Regions from separate parts of the Mus musculus genome. Here region 2 is linked to region 1. The links are chromatin contacts, called in public HiChIP or PLAC-seq maps. All regions are on one chromosome and are shown on one strand. The core of a region is the stretch at or near the end of the contact, and the rest is flanking DNA. Distances in the headings are between cores, read along the strand shown. Region 1 has its middle 34 kb from the start of Cyp2j5. Region 2 has its middle 220 kb from the start of Gm40207.

The links. HiChIP or PLAC-seq counts read pairs in DNA pulled down with a chosen protein or histone mark.
Region 2: an H3K27ac HiChIP or PLAC-seq map of stem cell-derived neural progenitor cells shows a contact between it and region 1, with 6 times the contacts expected there. The contact joins two enhancer-like sites. A contact is called at or near these places in 3 of 39 promoter capture datasets (hippocampal neurons and liver), 1 of 484 Hi-C or Micro-C datasets (neural progenitor cells) and 1 of 115 datasets of contacts at active chromatin or transcription factors (stem cell-derived neural progenitor cells).

The regions. Positions count from the first base shown.
Region 1 is chr4:96,696,643-96,700,416 of GRCm38.p6, reverse strand. No RefSeq gene overlaps it. Among named protein-coding and RNA genes, the nearest start is that of Cyp2j5, 34 kb to the right of the region's middle. Within about 2 kb of position 2,361, at least 47 of the 459 cell types and tissues checked have an H3K27ac peak or open chromatin away from gene starts, as enhancers often do. A contact at or near this core is called in neural progenitor cells and stem cell-derived neural progenitor cells, where this site is marked.
Region 2 is chr4:97,191,450-97,195,408 of GRCm38.p6, reverse strand. No RefSeq gene overlaps it. Among named protein-coding and RNA genes, the nearest start is that of Gm40207, 220 kb to the left of the region's middle. Within about 2 kb of position 2,603, at least 27 of the 459 cell types and tissues checked have an H3K27ac peak or open chromatin away from gene starts, as enhancers often do. A contact at or near this core is called in neural progenitor cells and stem cell-derived neural progenitor cells, where this site is marked.

The DNA of each region.
Region 1 (3,774 bases), core at 1,112-3,611:
AGAAAGACAAAGTAATAACCAGAATATTATCCTACTAAGAACAAGTAATGCATTTTATGTGATGGAACTAACTGGTACAATGTATCCAACATAGCACTAGGTTCCTTGCTTGGCCTTCTTCTACGTAAGGATGGATTTCTGTTGTGCACTCTCAACATTATGACATGGAGGGTCAGATAATACCCATCTCTTGATGGAAGCCCAGGTAACTGGATAACTTGATGATCTCATGCCGAACATTTGGTTTCCACAGAAGACCCAAAAATCAAATCAAGACCTGTCTCACAAAGGGGGAGTGGTTGTCTGCAGATTACAGTAGAGCCATACTCCAGAATTTCAAAGGGCCTCCATTATGATTTACACATTCAAATCACAAGGCTCATTGTGTGTGTGATGGAGGAAGAGGGATGGTATGCAACAAACCCAAACTCTTCAAACGGTATCCCCACCTGCCACCAACAGATACCAGGTGTCTTCTGGATCATATGACTCAAGTGGTGGAGCAACCTATACTGGATTCTGTGCCTATTAAAAAGCCTTTTTCTGTTTTGGGCCTCACTCAATACCCAGCAGTTTTCCAAGCCATTTTGTCTTTAGGATAGAGAAACATACGCACATGAGGAACATACACCTTCTAAATCCAAAGAGGCCTTTGTGCTTCCTTTATGCTGACAGAAGAGGTTGAATGTATCTGTCAGCATAGAAGGGATATCTCTACACACCTCCGAGATGATCCCAAATGCTGGATATAGAACTGCAGAACTTAGTGTTTTCCCTGCTAGGTTTTGGTCTTGCTTTGGCTCTACCTTTCATTACTGTGTCCCATTCCTTCCTATGGAGTGGGAATCTATACTCTGCTAATGTATGTTGGAAGTATGCAATTCTTAAAAAATAAATGGCAGAGGAAGTCACAGTTGAGAGACTGCCTTGGGTTTTTGATGAAACTTTGGATGTTTGAACAGTGCTGGGATTTTCCTGGGACTATAGGGACCTTTGACATTGGACTGAAGAAGTTTCAGGGATGGACCTTCTACACTTGATCTTAGCCAAAAGGCCGAGAAGCGATAGGGATGGACCTTCTGATTTGAATGTGAAATGTCCTCTATAGGCTCATGTTTCATATATTTGACCCTCAGCTGATGATGCTGTTAAAGAAAAAGGACGAAGAGCATTGCCACAGAAAGTGAGCCATTGGACTGGGACTTAAGACTGGCCCCATTTTCCTGCTCACTCTATCCTAAGCCTGAGTGCAATGAGACTATAGCTATCCTGTTCCTGCCACCAAACCTACTACCATGCCTCTCTGTCATGATTGGCTATATTCTTCTTGGACTGCAAGCAAAAGTGAGCCCTTCCTCCTTGAAGTTGCTTCTGTCAGGGTATTTTGTCAGAGCAATGAGAAAGCAATTAGCACGAGGTGTTGGGGAAGCAGAAGCAAGAAGTGGGCACACATGTTTGGGAGGGTATGCCAAAGAAACTGCGTAATGATCAAGAAGCGTCTTCACTGGCAGATGAGATTGGAAAACCTAGAGGTGGATGAGAGAAGGACTGCAGATTTCTAGGAGAAGCTGGGGAATAGAAAATGGTTCTGTGCATACAGATAACTAGCCTGTGTACAGGGAGGGGGTGCGTCCATGGCCACCACTTGGTGTTGCTACCGGTTATACAGCGTTTCGCAAGAAACTCGATCCTGATGGTAATGAATGAAAGTTTAATTTGGTGTCATTTCCCCCTTTAAATTAAAGTCAAGTGTTTTATTTATTTATTTATTTATTTATTTATTTATTTATTTATTTATTTATTGCTCTTGTTGTTTTTACAGATATCATAGTTCCTGACCTCAAGAAACTACCATTCTACCCAGAGAGAAGTCAAGCAAGCTACAACACAGCAGTAAATTCCACGAAGAAAGCAAGCAGTTTCAGCGATTCAGATATAACCAAGACACACAGAGGATTGAGTTGAGAATTGGGGTCTGCATGGGTGTTGCTCAGCAGACAAAGGAACCTCGTCTTGAGCTGTAGGAACAGCTGTGCCAAGCCCAGACGGGAGACAGACCAGACACAGCTTGTTTGGGAGGCTGCAGGTGTTAAGTACTGCAGAAGACAAGCGAGCAGGTGGGAATTGATAACATGGAAAGCCAGGGGCCTACCAGAGGTCAGCTGATGATGAGACTGTGCAGTGTTAAAGCAAGGATGTGTGGTAGGGTGCCCTGGCCCTGAGCAGGCATGGGCTGGCTTCCCACTGCAGTCAGCAAATCAATTACGCCCTCCACCGACTTTCGCCTTGTGTATTTAGAATGCATGGTGCTCCCCTGCCAAACATCTGCTCTCGCTATTAAGCATGCCATGGTAACCATTGCACTCTGTGCGTCAGCGCCACCAGGATTGGTAATAATCACAAGTGTCAAAACCGAGAAAGAATGGGGAAGGAAAGCTGTGCAAAAATCCAGCGGCAAGATGATTGGACTGGAGCACCAGTCTGCAGCTCGCCAGCTGCGCCTTCTGCTGCCCTGCTGGGGGCAGGGGAGCTGATATGGCCCTGGCCTCCTTTTGCCCCTTCTGTTGATCTCTCTGCCTGTATTATTCATTCATCCACTGCTTTCCCCGACATTGGAAAATATGCCCAGCCTTGCCAGCGCAACATATGTGCCCCTGCGCCATTGTGTATGATGAATAAACCCGCCAAAAGCTCACCAGACCTAGGGGCCTCTGGGTGAAGACCTAGCATTGACACAGACAGGCAGTGGCGTGTCCTGGCTTGGGGCCACAGGAAGACACAAACCAGGCTTGGGCTTTCAGCCTGCCTACCTCAGAGTCTGGAGACTTTGGCAAATCTCTTAGGCTCTCTGAGCACTGCTTTAGCCCCCTTTGCAAAGCAGGAGTAGGAACACTTATCAATTACAGATTCTTGGGTGCATAGAGCCAGCCACCTTTAATGGGAGTCCACCATAGGTCTTCAGGGTCAGTTATACATTTTTATTTTTTAGTTGTGCTCTCGAAAATAGAGATAAGTAAAATTGCTTGGCACTATGCTGAACACTTTATTTAAATTATTGGGTCGCCATAGCCATCCTCAGGAGACACTGTTGAGACTGCTTCATGCAAAGACTGAGTTTAGGAGACAGTTAAAGGTTAGTTTACTGGCTTGTCGAGCCCTAAGGTGGTGTCATTAGCAGGCCATGGGTGAGCTGGAAACAGTCTTAGCCCAGCTTGCTGCTTCAGCTACGCTGCTGGCTCTCTTTCCTTGTTCTTCTCTATTGAGAAGAGAATACTGTTTATAGGCTCCAGTTCAGCCGCAGGAAACATAAAATGAAGCTAGTTCCTCTTCCAAACAAAAGCCCTTCGGAAAGGCAGCGCCATCTCCCACTTCCCCAAATCTGTCTTCACTCTGACCAACCAGTGCCAGATCCCTGGGTAGGTGTCCCCTCCTCCAATTATTTCCCACCGATCCACTCCCTCCAGCTTGGTGAATGCCTCTTTTAAAATGGGCTCAAACCCGTGCTGTGGGATTCCTAAGTGGGAGTTATGGTTTCCCTTTCAGCGAGTCAGCACATTTAGACTCTCATAGATAGACAGGCTGTCAGGGTTCCTGCCACCATCTGGAGCATGCCCCTTTGGAAGGCTTCAGAGCATCCCTGAGCAAGTTTCTTGCGAGGCTCGGTAACGTGGGTTCCAGCGCCCTCAAGTGGACATAGAGGGAAATCTATGAAAAGGACTGAATCACTTAGAGAACTAGAGAGAACTCTCATTGATCTCATTAACAAAGCAAGAT
Region 2 (3,959 bases), core at 1,354-3,853, 490 kb before region 1:
AAAATATTTAACTACATTTTACAATTAGTCTTTTTCAAAGGATAAAAAATGATATCAACAAAAAAGGAAAGAAAAAAGAAAAGAAAAAAAATCACAGCAAAGACTCTTTTCTGTTTAAAAACCAGGATGATATCCAGCTACTTCTGACTTACTCCTAGGTGGTGTTGAGCTTCCTCACATCATCTGAGAGGACAATCATGTGGCCTTTCAACATGCTGGAAAATGCCCATCGGCAGCACCACTAACAATCAGGTACCCCAAACAATGAAACTTTGCTCTCACTGTTTCTGTTTCCTACAAATTTTGTAATTAAAATTTTAAAGTTGTTCATGACATCTAATATTTCACCTGGTATGTTTCTAAATGCATGCCTGCTGAGTCCTCTGGTATATTGATACCTTCAATGCATCCCTGCAATACCAACTCTGCAATGATGGGTTCTATATTGAAACTTTGAGCCTACATAAATCAATCTTCCCTCCCTCCCTCCCTCCCTCCCTTCCTTCCTTCCTTCCTTCCTTCTTTCCTTATGTTTGCTTTCAATCAGGAACTTTGATACAGCAGCAACAGAAGTAGTTAATACAGTAAAAAGCTCTAAAAATCAGCCTTATCATTCTAAGTGTTAGATTAGTGCTTTGTAATGAGTTATAGATTCATTACTAATTTTGTAAAATTATGAAAATCAACATCCTCAAGTATAAAATATAATGTACCTACAAGTTTTCATAAAATTTTGTGGAATTACCTGAAACCTTAAGACCACTGGCCTAATGAAATGTCTGCATAAACACAATAAATCACTAAAACAGTAACCTAAACAATAGCACTTCAATCTTACTCTGATTGGATTTACTGAGATTGATTGTCAGTCATCCAGGGGGTGCGTCCCATCTGAATGGATGGTGGTTGGTGTCTTCATACAGATTTGAAGGTCCAAAAAGTTTTATGAGAATTATAAAGCATATCCTTAGTGATTAATGAAATAGTCAAAAGACTCAGAGCTGATATAAATTAGGATCTAGGGAGCGAGTCATTGAAATTGCTAACCATGCCAGAGAATGATTTATTAATTTGAGCACAGCTCCATCTATCTATCTATCTATCTATCTATCTATCTATCTATCTATCTATCTATCTATCTATCTATCTATCTATCTAGTATATGTGCATGTATTATATGTAATGTATATATCCATTATATGTATGTATGTGTGTATGTATGTATGTTTTGTCAATTACATTTTGTTTTCCTTGTTTCCTGTGGCTCTCAAACAATTCAGATGTTCTAGAACAACATGTTTTAATGGCTTTGTCCTACAATATCTCTGCTACTTCTCATAGGGGCTTTCTCTTCTAAACGCTTTTCACTCAAAACATATTCATTCAAGTGACAGGTGTTGGTGAGAGATTTGGGGGGGGTGGAATGATAAAGCAATTTGAACTAGGACAAAGCACACTGGGGTTGGATTTGAACACATAAAACCTCTAAGCCTACTTTTTAAACAACCTTAGCCAAGTTACTTAGTATTTGTCTTTAAGTTTGAAAGTTACCATTTAAAACAAAGAAGAAATAAAAATGACCGTCATTTTGTAATGATAAGAATTAGGTGCAGCGTTTGAGTTAACGTATTTTACAATTTGGTTTCTGGTGTTGCCTTCACTAAAGGTAATTTTTGTTGGTCTTGTTGCCACATCTGGAGGTACTTGATTTAGCTGTAGCAGGTTACTTCCATATATCAGCTACTCTTCATGAGAAGATCTTCCCTCAGCTATTTCAGGCTTTTCTTCATCTCCCTTCAGGACACACACTGAAGGGCATAGTAAAATGTATTTTGTACTATTACAAGCAAAAAATCCTTTGCCAAGAATTTAGCTCTGATGTGCTTGGCACAGCAAAGCAACGGAGAGAGAGAAATGAAGGATTGCAGCAATTATAAATGGGCGAACATTCCACCGTACTCCAGAAGAATAGATTCCAGGCCAGGCTGCAATGAAAGATCTGGGGGAGGGGGAAGTTGCACAAGTGACTCCATTCAAACATGGGAACAAACCCTCCTAAGAATGACTACAGAAAGAAACACCTGCCACCCAATTCTTCACATGAGAGTTTGGCAGAAATACAGTGGGCAATTTGGAGTGACTTTTATTTTCCAAATTAAAGGGACTGAACAAGAGAACTATACAAATTAATTCCTGAAAATGAACTCTTAACTTCCAAATGCTATCTAAGCGGATAGATCAGAAGTCAGAGGTCAGAGGTCACTTTCTGCTTTTTGCATCTCAAAAACTATGTTTTCTTTTTGCTTCAGGATTTTGTTTGGCATCTTTAAATAGCTGCAGGGTTCTGAAACAGCCTGACGCTCCCAGGGCCTGCTCTCTTCCTTTCTTGGCTGTTGCCTCAGATATTCTTGAATTTATGGGACTGTTTCTCCCTTTCTCCCACTCTCTGTCCTTCCTACTTTCCCCCTCTATTTCCACATATTTTTATCTTTTCATTTGAATTGGCACACAGATTTCATGTGACAAAGAATATACAAACTTGACAAACTCTAGTCAGCTAGTATAAGTAGAGATGCTTATATAGCCCCACCTCTGTACAACTCAGAATGCTGACGTCATCTGCATCCACAGCACCTCCATTTTCTCCTTCAGTCCTCAGCTGGTACCGCCAGACACAGAATGGCCACCAGTTTTCTGTTTTTGTTTGTTTGTTTGTTTGTTTACATATCATCTTTTATGGAACTAGAATTTTGGTTAAATATATTATGTACTTATATATTATATATGATTTCTACATGGCTGGTTTTTTTAAGTGTAATCAGGTTTTTGCATGTATCTGGAATTTATGGTTTGCCCAGTGATTCTACATTGGGTTTATAACATACTTATCATTAAGCTGCTTGCTGGGAATGTGGAGTAGCTTTCAGGTTTGTGTTCTTATAAATAAAATTGTTATAAAATCCCTTAAATACATTTTTGTGTGCAATTATAAATTATATTATTATACAATTTTATTAAATTGATCATACACAATATATATATACATATATATATACATACATACATACATAGAGAGAGAAAAAAAAGATTATTAAATGCTGAAATTTTATATAATAACTTAATATCTACTGCAGGTACACTATCGATACCTAAAACTTCTGTACAGCTAAGTGTTTATAAATGAAGATGGTATTCCTTACTGTAGTCCAACATACACATTATTATTTTTTCATTGTTTGATTGTATGAATTACAATCCATTCTGACAATTGTAAATTTAATTATTTATTCAAGCCAGCCCACACAAAAGACACAGAATCCAGGTATTTAATTTCCAAGCTGTACGCCTAGATCGGGCAGGCATTGGCATGATTCTCACTCACATCCCAGCCGCCACATGATCCTTGTTAGTTGCTCTTCTCCTGCCCACGTGCTCATGCTCTATCTCCTCTCATCATGGCTTCCTCCTCTCTTGCTCTCCTTTCTTCCCTTCCCCCTCTCTCTACCAGTGAGCAAGATTTGCATGTGAGGTGTACATGAGGATTCATCTTGGGGCAACCAGATCTTGGGGTACAGTATTTAGCATCTAAATACAAGCAGCACCAGACCAAACTCCTACAGACAATACTAAAAGAAACCATTTCAGTTTAGTCATTAAATGTACCTTTTCCAATATTACTTTTTATAACCGTTAGAGTGTTTCTAGGAAACAAATTTTTAGAGAGTTTTAATATGGATTAGAGTTGAGTTTTGTTGGATGCCATGTCTTTGCCTATTAAGACTATATTAAAAATATTATTTCAAAATAGAAAATAGACTTTTTCCCCATATACCATATTCTGATTATGTTTTTCCCCTCTCCCAACTCTTCTCAGCCTGTGTGGCATAAAGTGATTTCTTTTCTGTAATTTACTGCATTATTAAATCTTAATATGATTCTATGATTATGGGAATAATGGT